Regions from separate parts of the Mus musculus genome. Here region 2 is linked to region 1. Evidence: chromatin contacts called from public HiChIP or PLAC-seq data. All regions are on one chromosome and are shown on one strand. Each heading gives the region's core, a stretch centred on a gene start, on an enhancer-like site or on the middle of the called end of the contact. The rest is flanking DNA. Distances are from core to core; before and after follow the strand shown.

Evidence for each region. HiChIP or PLAC-seq counts read pairs in DNA pulled down with a chosen protein or histone mark.
Region 2: an H3K27ac HiChIP or PLAC-seq map of stem cell-derived neural progenitor cells shows a contact between it and region 1, with 4 times the contacts expected there. The contact joins two enhancer-like sites. A contact is called at or near these places in 1 of 484 Hi-C or Micro-C datasets (nephron progenitors) and 4 of 115 datasets of contacts at active chromatin or transcription factors (T-cell acute lymphoblastic leukemia, embryonic stem cells, oligodendrocyte precursor cells and 1 more).

Annotation. Positions count from the first base shown.
Region 1 is chr16:94,468,185-94,474,638 of GRCm38.p6, reverse strand. It overlaps Ttc3 (tetratricopeptide repeat domain 3), which reads right to left. Exons shown (of 46, transcript NM_009441.2): 46 at 5,418-6,454. Among named protein-coding and RNA genes, the nearest start is that of Gm31323, 5.4 kb to the left of the region's middle. Within about 2 kb of position 1,903, at least 84 of the 459 cell types and tissues checked have an H3K27ac peak or open chromatin away from gene starts, as enhancers often do. A contact at or near this core is called in stem cell-derived neural progenitor cells, where this site is marked.
Region 2 is chr16:94,742,048-94,747,782 of GRCm38.p6, reverse strand. It overlaps a transcript of Kcnj6 not described here. Among named protein-coding and RNA genes, the nearest start is that of Gm41507, 20 kb to the right of the region's middle. Within about 2 kb of position 3,857, at least 68 of the 459 cell types and tissues checked have an H3K27ac peak or open chromatin away from gene starts, as enhancers often do. A contact at or near this core is called in stem cell-derived neural progenitor cells, where this site is marked.

The DNA.
Region 1 (6,454 bases), core at 654-3,153:
CTAAGAACAGACAGCAGCACAGGTTAGGAAGCTGTAGCTCCCTAAGCATGCAGACAGCCTTGTATGGGTCAGAAGCCATGGAAGCTGTGTGTGGGCCAAGCAGCAATGGGCTGCACTCCGTGACTTTAGCTGCTGTTCCTTAGGAGAGAAGTTGATCTGGGCTGAGAGGGGAGCACTAGTCAGCAGATGAATGGCTAGAGTAGTGAGTGAGTTTGCTCAGCAGGTTCAAGCCTAGACTCACTCAGGTTATTATTTCAGGAAAGTTATTTAAACTTTGAGGTTTATTTCTGCATCTGTAAAATGGGTATGAAAAGGGTACTTAAGCTGGGCATGGTGGCGCATGCCTTTAATCCTAGCACTCGGGAGGCAGAGGCAGGCAAATTTCTGAGTTTGAGGCCAGCCTGGTCTACAAAGTGAGTTCCAGGACAGCCAGGGCTACACAGAGAAACCCTGTCTCGAAAAACCAAAAAAAAAAAAAAAATGCTATGATTGTAATTAGTGGGCCTAGTATTGCCAAATTGTTTATGGCTCAGTGGGTAAGAGCACCCAACTGCTCTTCCGAATGTCCAGAGTTCAAATCCCAGCAACCACATGGTGGCTCACAACCATCCGTAACAAGATCTGACTCCCTCTTCTGGTGTGTCTGAAGACAGCTACTGTGTACTTACATATAATAATAAATAAATCTTAAAAAAAAATGATGCTGGAAGACAGTGGAAAGATCCTGAGTCTGGTACAGTGAGAAGTCAGAGGAGGGCCAGGCTCCCTAGATGTGAAGGCCACCAGTTTTGTGTTGTGGCTTTTATCCTATGTAGTCTGTGTACTTTGAAATGTTTACTGAGCAGCTATGAGCAAGGCACATGTTTTTATCCCCCATAAGTGAGAATGCCAATGCTTGGTGAGGTGGGCTATGAAGTCTCCACACTGAAAGGACTGTGGCGGGATGTGGGCTGACTGCTGAGTAGGCACCGGCTGTATACAGAAAGTCCAGTGTAAGGGGGTACACAGGAACAGACAGCCGTGAGTATAGGGCAGACCAACTGTGCCAGCCTGGATGACAAGGAACCGATGAGAAGCAGTTCAGGGGGCTGTTAAGAACAAGAGTGTATCAGAATAGTCTCTGCTTAGCTGTTAGGTCTCGTCTCTTGAGTGCCAGGTCATGTGCAGTACTAACATTTAAGGAGAGCTCGCCAGCAAGCTGACTGTCCTCTGTGGGAATGCGTCCATCTTGCTGGCGTTAGGCTGCTGTGCTCAGGCACCCCACTGTCCCTAACAACAGCTCCCACTCCTGAAGAATCCCCTAAATACACTAGCAGGCTTTGCTGCGCTGGCAGCTTCCCTCATGACTCCAAGTCTGGACACTCTACCACCTCCACTCCCTCCTCCCGGCTGCTACCAAGTGCTGACTTCCCTGGCCTCTGTTCAAAGCTGGAGCCCTACCCCACCCTACTGTCCCCATCCTCCCTTATCCCTTCCTGGTCCCATTCTTCTCTGGGATTACCAGGGACATATCATGTGTTTTACTGTCCTACTTGACGTCAGCCTCCACTATTGGAATGCTCAAGTCCTTTCTTCTTGTCTGTTGTTATAACTGGGGCACTAGAACTGTGCCTCCTGTGGCATATTTGATGGTTCAATGAATAGTCGCAGATCAATGTTATATAGCCATCCTGGTGGCCAGGACCACTTGGTTTGCTCCCAGTGGGGGCAGCTAGGGTATTGCAAGGTGGAGGAACCAGGGCCTGTCAGACGTACAGTGGGATGAGGAGCATGAAGGGCATTGTCCCTCAGTGCCTGAAAGCCCAGGAAGTAGGGAGGGCTTGGCTTCGGTTTTCTGTCTGGCAGGTTAGAGACTGTGGTAGCCGTGCCTCTGGAAGCAAAAGCAATGTGGCCTCCCCAGAGGATAGAAGAAAGCTGGAGTCCTGCTGGCGCTGGGTGGCAGCCAGCGTCTGGAAGTACAATGCCCATCTGTTCCACTGCTTTCTCTTTTCGGAGGCTGCTGGCTCACCCCACTGGAATGGGGTGGCACTTCAGGACACGAAACTTGGAGCTGGTGGCGGATTTCTTGGAACTGGTGGCAGGAAGATCTAAATTAAGACCTTTCTATCACACCAAATAAATAGAAGCTGAAATAAGAGACTAAAGGAATTCAGCAGAATGCCTTCATACATAATTTTTTAAGTAAGGAGGAAGAAGACCTTAGGAAGCAGCCTGGTATTTATCCACTAGAGCCTCAAGGTATTTGCTGAAAACAGTGATACTATTTGAGGCAAGAGCACATTATTAAACACAAGCTTCTCTTTTTGAAGCATGCTGTGCCATAGAAGATGGCAATTTCCACTCTGCTTGGAAGGCTCTTGACAAGGCCCAAGGCCTGGCCCGTTACCTGCTCAGCAGACAAGTTACTCCAGCATGGGGTCAGCAACATGTACGCACATAGAAGCTTCTTGCTTCAAGCCAAGACACAGAGAGAGGCTCCCTAGGAACTATGAAGAGGCTGTGTCCCTCGCTCAAAGACGAGTGGACCCTGTCCTTTTAGGACAGCAAGGGCTCGGGAAAGTTCATTCGGCTGAAAACCACCTAAGCAGTGCTGGGGGACCTTACCATTTTACATTTCAAAGTTCCATTGAACCAGCTGTGCTTTCCTTCAGGCAGGCAAGGCCCTGAGGTTACCTGGTTATTTCTCCTATCCACTGATGACTCTGCACTCCCAACGTGACACCTCTGAACATAGAACTCACTGTGTAGCATCCATCTAACAACTCCAAAACTGGTTCATAGAACCTCTGCAAGCATACTAATTGGGTTTGTTGGTTAGATCAGAAGGAATGGTGGACTCCAAGGTGCTAGACCTTCACAACACAAAGGTAGATGGTCCTCAAGCCGGTATCCAGCAAGCTCTGGACAATGTACAGCATCATCCTACTCAGGTTTTATTTTGTATCAGGATGTTTATGAACCACTTGTGTGTTTGTGGATTAGCTGTTCTGCCTTTGTCTCTTCTACTTCATGGAAACAATTTACTGAGTTGCTCAACCCTGAAGTAAGATCCACCTTTATGGTTTTCTAAAAATCTGTTGTCTTGAAGGAAAATCTGTTCATGTTTAGGATTGGTCCATCTGGAATTAGTATCTGTCTGTACTGTGACAGGTTAAACGTTTCCCATGGGGATAGCCAATATTATTATTCTTCCCCCCCACCCCCCCCCACATTATTATTCTTAATGTAGCCATCTTTTTCTGATGTCTGTATCGACTGACCGTCCACTCACTGGGATTTTTTCAGTTGACGAGAATTTCCATACTTTTGCTATTTTGTTCTCTCTTTAAAGTGGGAAACAGTGAGACCATGTAAGGCAGAGGCAGTGGCAGGATGAAGAATAGCTCTCTAAGCCAAGGAGCCTTGCCTGGACCCTTCCAAGGCAGTGGTGCACATGCCTCCTCATTCTGAACAAGTAAACAGCACTCACAGAAACACTTTGGGACAAATGTAGGTGAAATTATCCTTTGTTACAGAAAAAGATAAGGTTTATAGTGTCCTGGGCTCAGGATTCCAAAACATTTTTCAAAGTGACTCTGAGACATTTGATCCAGTTCAGACTATGCTGTAAAGTGAGTGCTTCCACTTAGTCTAACAAATGCTTTCTACAAGACCACGCCTGCCCTGTGCAGCGCACAGGCTCTCACTAAAACGGTCAGTTCCCCCTTACCATCTCTTGTAGCACATACGTCACTAGTAGACAGACTGTACAGAATGATGGTGCTGTGACATTTTCTTACATGCACATACCCCGCTTTTGCTCATACTCTCAGGGGCCACCTCTTGTTTACTACTCCATCAAAATGTCTTGTCTGGTGACATTTTTGCAGGTGTTCCTGTCCCTGAGTGACTGGTCCCAGTTTTCATGGATTTCTATTCCTGGCATTGCCTGTCCACAGACACTGAGGACAGGTGACTGCATGAAGGCTGGCATGTAGGCCACTGTGTGGGGGAAAAGGTTCCAGGCACGACTTTCAGTCCTTTCTTCCACTGCAGTTTAATAAAACAGAAACCCTGCCCATTTCATTCATGCAGCTCTCCAGGAGCTGTTCTGGCCCTCGTTCTTAGCAACTGTCCCGTCACTGTGCTTCCTCAGCCCAGCAGTACACACCTCTGTCGTTCTCTTCTGTGTTCTTGGAATCTTCTCCAGAGAGGGTTATGACTGAGGAATGACTAAACTAGTCTTGCTGCTTGAGCTGTGGTGTGAGATCCCTCTTACATCTGTTTTCACTATATGGTCTTTCACATCACCTTACAAATAGATCTTGCACTGCTAGGGCTCCACTTAAGTTTTAATTATCCATTATTCGTAACAGAGATTAATCACTTCCAAGAGAAAAAAAATCTAATTTTAAGGCATGGCCACTTCTTCAATTTATATATTATATGAATTAAATGCTACTCTATGAACACAATTGTATGAGCAAAAGTTTAAAATTGTGCTCACTTTTCACTATAGCTGTCATGGAGCTGGGTGGAATGATGATTAGTGAAATGATGAATAGGGGCGGTGTCCCACCATGAGGTTAGGAATTAAGGGTGGAGGACTGCCAGTATCCTTAGCCTATTGTGAGGAGATGATGAACAGGGGCGGGGTCCCACTGTGAGGTCAGGAATTAAGAATGGAGGACTGCCAGTGTCCTCGGCCTTCCGTGAGGAGCATTTGCACCTTGTCTATTCCTCAAGGTTTTGAGAACTCAGTGCTGTTATGGAGTCTGACTTGGTGGTGGCAGCGGTGGTGGCAACAGCAGCAGCAGCAGTGGCAGCTCAGGAGGAGGTCACATCCCCAGAGGGTGATGCGTCCCAAGTATCAGTACAGTGCCATCAACAGTTGTGAAAGCAACCTTATATGAAGACACTCCAAAGACCGTGTCTGACAACTTTCCTTTAGGACAGGCCCAGTTGGTAACATTAGCCTGTCTATACCTAGTAAAATGTATTAATAGACCGTGCTTCCTTTATTAGTGCTTAGCATACCCAAAAGAGCCTTTAAAAAGGCACTATCAATCAGCTTCAGCAGTCCACGAACACAAGCGCCTCAGAAACAAACCCGCAAGAAATCAAGTTATCCTCAGCATGTTTGCATGTGCCCACATGAACGGGAGAATCGAGTCTGTGATTTCTGCATGAACATCCTAGTCACCGATTTAAACAGTCAGCCTTGGGAACTCGGGCTTGGCGAGCAGTATCTAGGCACAAAGGGATGTTTTAATCCAGCCTCTAAAATAACCCCAAGATCCTTGGTTAAGATCATCAGGTGCAACTTGCCTGTTCTTCCCAAATAAAGTCAGTTTCTCAATGTTTGACAGAACAGGACCCTGAACTCCCACGCAGAATGCAATTCTAAAGGACCTGGGCAAGGACGACAGTGAACGGCTGACCTTTTATAATGTTCTTTATTGACAGTTACTGGACAAGTGTAAGGCATGTTCACAGGCTCTGACACGAAGCACAGCTCTCTGTCTCAACAGCTACTCTTCTTTGTACCCGACAGATACTATAAGCTGCTGTGTGTACTCAGGCATGTACTGCACTCCACTGTTACAGCATGGACACCATGTTTCAGGGACACCACAGACAATGTCTCAGAATAAGGAGTGAGCTACATACTAAGTCACTAAGACACCACAACTCACACAGACACGGGTGGAAGGTGACGGCATCTCCAGGGCAGCAGAGAACACGCTGGAAAAGTTTTTTGTTTGTTTCTTTGTGTTTGAGAGAAATGTAATGTATTCAAGGTTCACATGTCTGTATTTGCCACTGCCTACAGGTCACTAAAAATACCTAGTTTTTGAATAGTTTCTAATACAGTTAGCTTGTTTTCAGGCCACATTACAAGATTGCATGCATTACTTTACACAAAAGTCAAACAGAACAATGTTAACACCAACACATCAGGACTGTGGTACATTTCTCTTCTGGTGGAAGGATAAGGAAGGAGGGTGAGGGTGGCTGCCCTGCGCTGGGCACTATGTCCTGTTTTCAGCACTAGCCAGCTGTGCACTTCCAAGCACTGCTGACTCATGAGACTTACATGGTAACCTTAGTGTAAGTGCCAAGTGTGGGACTCCTGTGAGCAGACAGCATCTTCCCAGGGTAAAAAAAAAAAATAGCCAATACTAATTTAAAAAGTATTTTATAATTGATTACCAAAATGTAGATTAATTGAATCATAAGCACTTTAAAAATTTATGACGGGGATGCTACAGTGCCACATGAGGAACTGAGGAGGCTGAGAGCCTTTACAATCTCAGCACTGCTTTGAGGAGCTCAGCAGTTCTTTCCAAAGAACCTGCTCATCTCAGAGTATCCTGCAGCAGCCACGACAGTGCAGGACCATGGTGACAGCATTGCAGACACACATGGCTGTCACCTGCCTGGAACCTGGGACAGACTGCAATTCAGATTTCCA
Region 2 (5,735 bases), core at 2,608-5,107, 270 kb before region 1:
ACTGAGTCAGCTTTTTAACTTCCAACTTTTAAAAATCTTCTGTTTGTAAAAGTGAAATTTAACTAACCCAAGCACCCCTGTCTCCAGCAATCCTTCACCAACCACATTCCTCTCCCACCTCCTACCACACAAACCCAGATGGCAGCCAGGCGAGTTGAAGGGTAGGCACTGTGTTAAGACACAGTGACCACCTCCACAGTAGAAGAATACTTCACAGAAGGTTAGCAGCATTGATGTAGAATAAATGCACAGCTGCGTACTAAATGAAAACGTCATCCAGGGAATGGAAGAGATGGCTCAGGTTTTAATGACATTCGTTGCTCTTGCAAAGGACCAGAGTTTGATTCCTGGTACCTGTGTCAGGAAGCTCACAGCCACCTGTGACTCCAGCTATATGGTGTCCATTGCACTTGAATACATGTGTGCATTCTACCACAAACAGATACCCATGAATAAGAATACTGTTGTATAAGTAATCCAATGCCAGCATGATATTGGTAAGCTGCATTCGATACAACGCCAGCCCGGCACCGCTGGAAACATGCATGCAGGGACTTCGCCGAAACTGTGCTGGTACTGTACCGAACACACCATAAAAAAGAAGCTTAGGCCTTAAGAACATTCTACGGCCCTTCTGTATTTTAGCTGCAACACACGTTAACAGAATCACTTTCTTTTCTGCCCTGGTTTAGCTATTTGTCCAAAGCACAAAAGAATGGAAATCCTTCTCACTATTAGTTTTAAATAATGACAGTATCTTCCTCTCCCAGTAAGGGGCCAGATTTGTGCCGTGGCTGAGATTCTCCTTGACCTATTTTCTAGGACAGGAAAAAGAACCATATTCAGGAAAGCCCACTATCGGTACCAGTTTTTCAACATCCTCTGATCATGGCTCTAGGAAACACAGGGTAAGGCTGAGTCCGGTCTAGGGGACTTATTTACCTGTGGTGTGCCATGAAGGTCTCACCAAACTCTCACACAGACCTGTTAAGGAGGAAGCCCTGGAACGGGGTTTTAAAGTTGAGGTGTCGTAAGGCCCCCACCAGAATCCAATCCAGAGAACACCAAGAACAGGAGCTGTTAGCTGCTGCTCAGCAGTTAGGAATGCCCACTGTTCTTCTAGAGGACTCAAGTGTGGCTCCAGCATCCATGCCAGGCAACCCTGGCATCCAGTATCCATGCCAAGTAACCCCAGCTCCAGAGAACTAACACCCTCTTCTGATATTCTCAGACACCCAAAGTGGCATAAACTCACACAGACATGCACATATACACATAAAATAAATTAAATTTAAATTTTAAAATGTTTTAAACAAACACAAATCCCTCCCCCCACCATGGAAGCACAGATAGACTTAATCTTCAACTCCAAACCCAGCAATTTTTCCTAGGAACTGGAGATTTTAATAAAATGCTTGTGCCCTGCAGAGAAATAAGGTTTTCATGTTCAGGTTTGAGGCAGTCCCCAGGTTCAAGGCTGAGAACATGATGAAACTTATTTTTGTTCTAAACAATCCAAACAGCTTGCTAAAACAAGGCAGAACCCCATGCAAAGCTTTCTTGGAGGTTCCTGTGTGTTGGTTGCGATGGGTGCTTGCTGTCCAATGACCAAGGTCTTAAGCAAGGTCATCTGGGGACACTAAGAAATAGCAACATCTTCTATTGTCTGCAACTACCCTGTGGCCATCAACTCTTACTGAGTGAGCACGCAAGCCCCTATGAGCAAAAGCTAACTCCCACATCACTCATGAAGAAAGTCAGTCTAGTTTTAGGGATAAGGCTAGTTAATCCAGAAGGACAGCTAGAACCAATTGCCTGGAAATTAACAACAGCGAGGCAGGCTCTGTGTGGACAGTAAGCAGTAGTGTCGTGTGGCAGGGAGGGGTAGACCTTGATATTGTTGAGGTCTGGGTAGGCTTCAGAAGGAGAAAACCCAAGGAAAAGTCATGCCATAAAGAGGAGCCACCTTGAGACATAAAGATATGGCTGTAGTGGGCCAGGGGACAGTGCCTAGGCTAGTCTACAAAGGGCAGGTGGCTTCCCAGGAAATTTGGTAAAAATACATTGTGAAAACTGGTGCTAAACTGTAGAAGTTTCTGAGCTGAAGGTGGAGGAATGCAGACCGTAGTTTATTAAAGCCATCACGGTGTCAAAATAGCTCCTAACTCTTAAGGTTGAACAAAAGGACAGTCTCCACTGAACCGAAGCAAGATGTCCTTGACACAACCGTCAAGCACCCCAGAATAATTCAGTGAGCCTGGAAAAAAAAAAAAAGGAAAAAGTGGAGTTTCAGTGTCATGGAATAGTTGATTATAAGCCCAGCAAATTCATATGCTGAGAATGCTGGGACAGTCACCGTAGCTTTCTTTAAGCAAAACCAATGACCTTCTAGAGATGCCAAGAAAACACAGGGAAAAACATCTTCCCCAAAGTCTCCCATCAAGGCTTCAGATTTCTTCGCAGTAAAATAGCTGCCCCCTGCTTCTGAGGTCATTGCTGCCACCCTCCCCACAATGCTTTTTACAAGTGAAAGCCAGGCAGAGCTCCAGCCCTGGTTTGGCTCCCGACCCACCTTCCGATCCTTTTGTAACTCCCTGTACTCAATCCAAGTATGTCTGCGCACGGACAAGGCGAAAGCATGCCTGATGCGAAAGCACAAATTATGTATTGAGAAATCTCTACAATGCCAAATTTTTTTAGAATAAATAAATATATATATTTAAGAAATCGCTGTGTTAGGGAAACTGTTTACATATTGAGGCGTTCCTCTTTTTTTGACTGGAACAATAAAAGAATAATTTGATATGGTCTCGGTTTCTTTACATATATTCGCCCAAAGATGTCATCCTACTCTACGGGCAGGAGAGTGAATTCATCTCAAAGTGTGCTATGAGCTGCCATGGGGTCATTCAAAATGTGGGAGCTTGCACCCAGAATCCAAGGGCAGTTCCATAACTATACAGTCTCCCCCTCCACCCACCTACATTTTCCTCTCTGTTTTGTGATCTCTCTGCCTGCATCTCTTCAGCATCGTGCACTGCCCAAGGTTCCCTGCCTGATTCCCTCTCTCTTTCAAAGGTGGGTGATGAAATATTCCACAGACACTCACGCTTTTACAAATGCATTAAACTGTGAACAACTCACTCTGCCAGCCAGGAACTGTTACCTAGTGCAACCCCCACCCACCCACCCACCTTTGGCAGACAGCTGTTCATTCTACCAGTGTCTGACATTTTGACCAAACAGCACCTCCTGGCATGTGGCGGGCCTTGTGGGGAACATCTGTGAAATGAGTCTGCTGCTCACTCTGTGACCCAGGCATTTATCAGCATGTGGCCAAGGAAGGTAAGTGTTCCCACACTCACCACCCACATGGAGCTGCGCAAAAGGGATAGACATTACACCCAGAGGGACTCCAAAGAGCAGAGTCGAGGGACTCACAGGAAGCACTCCCTGTGGGCGATGCTGGGGTGAGTCTCCTCACTTCAGTCCTCTCCAGCCAGCACCAACAGCTCTCTGCAAGCTCACTGCCTAATGCACCAATCAGACTTGATGCTCCCTGACATAAACAAACGGCTTACGGGGCACGATTTATGTAAGCATCTGTTGTCAGATGTTTCTGTCGGTATTCCTGGGCTCTGTTGATTCTGGGCCTGTGCTGAAACAGAGGATGGTGGTGCAGGGAGTGATAGCGGCTTCTCAGCTCGCTGAACAGGAAGCAGAGAGAAGCTGGCTGTGGGGCGTTAGGAAACCAGCAGAGGATCAACCAACCTTTGAAATGCACCCTTGGGGACTGGCTTTCCCAGCCACGCTCCACCTCCCAAAGTCTCAGCCAACTCTCAAAACAGTACCACTAGGTGGGGACCAAGAGTCCAACTGGGAAGCCCTGCCACACACAACACATGATGATCTTTCCTCCCCATTATGGCTCTCCCTAAAAGCTGATTGGGTACATTCTCCTTCAACCGCAGCCCTGGTTTCTATTTTCTGTCAAAATGTTGAGCTAACCCTGTCTCCAGAAGAGACTCTGGAAGACCAGGCTCAAGAGAATCCCAAAGACATGAGAGACCTTGCTGAGGTAAACCGAGGACAAAGCAGGCTTGTTGGGTCCACTGGAAATGCATCTTAGGTCTTATTTCTTTCCCACTTAGCTAGTCTGAAAAAAACATCATTTTTCCACTTTGGGATCGGATGGCATCTCTCTCTCATGGGCTGTGGCTGTTATCATGGGACAAACACCACCACAACAAACAGACACTGCACCCGTTAGTGTGTTTGTGATAGGTGTGGGGCACCCTTTGTGCATACCCGGCCTAAGGCTAATCACCCAGCAACATCAGCAACATAGGTCTCACTTTCTCGCTAAGTGATTAGAGACTATTGAAGTAGCTAGTCAGTCCAGAATGGCATTGCAGATTACAGTGAGAATCACACAATTGTAACACTGAATTGAAAGTTAGACTGTTGGTTACATAGTAAACTTTTGGAGATGACCCAGTATATGCACACTTTGTATTTAAGAAGATATCAAAGCAAGCACAAACTCTCATTGCCAACATGGTGTGGGGCATTAGCCTTAAGCCAGGAAGAATCTGTAGAATATCAACCAAGGAGCCAAGGCCAGTACGGACACAATACTGGCTAATATTGGGTCTCGATGACCTTATTAACTGTCCTGTTCTGAGCTGGCCACCAGGTAGGTAGGTAGCTCAGGAACTCTGCATCAGTGGATGGAGATAAAGAGCAGGGGCCAGGCTTGAGCAGATCTGGAGACAACAGTAACTTTATAAGCAGGAATCCTTGACTGTCTGCTAGTTTCTACCTCAGCCCTAAACTCTTCCAGTCTACTCATGGGACTCCTCTGTAGCAGTACTCATGGGGGCAGTCACTGGCCACTGTCTTCTGGATTGTACTGTAGGTCAGTCCCCATCAGGAGTAGAATATCATGATAGGGCATGCAGCAGAGAGCTGGGACAGGCTGGAACTGTCCTCAAGTGCCAGGACCTGCATGTCCAAGGATTCTCCATTCATCACTAAACACAAAATTACATGTTTACAATTGATTGAATTGTGTTAAACACACACATTTGAAAAGCATTCAAATTATCTGTTCCTGATTGTCTCGCTATGTTTATAGTTTCCTGTATTTCTGGAGCTACTGATACCTGCCATGTTTGCGGGGTAGCATGTCCCGTCCCAGCTCCGTATTCACAGACAGCAAGTTGGGAGTTTGAAACCAGTCTTCCCGGGGAAAATTTACACCATAGAAATTGACACATTCTACGGATGAGGACTTAGGTTTCTCTGGAAATCCTGTTGTTAAAACATTTGCCAGAACAAATGAGAGGTGACTAAAGACAATGCAGGTGGGTCTCTGCAGTCGACTTGAGTTCAAGGGTTTCTTTCTTTGTCCACATTATCTACAGATGTCACAAGACTGTGTGGTGGACAGTGACGTGAATGGATGTGTAAGGTCATTGTAAGCCGAGCCTCATGACTGGTGTGAAGAACCCGGGACAGACGTCTCCCTGATCTGAGAGCTGAGTGTGTGAATGTTTCCGTCCATGTGATTGCTTGACAGTGTGACAGTTGGTCTTTGTCACCTAAAAGCCAAGACCCTGACACTCATGAAAGGTTCTCTCAGCATCTTGCCCCACTGTGAACCACAGGTTTCAGGAGAGAGTAATAATCAAGTCGTGGGGACCTTGAGCCATCCACCTTGTCCACAAACAAAA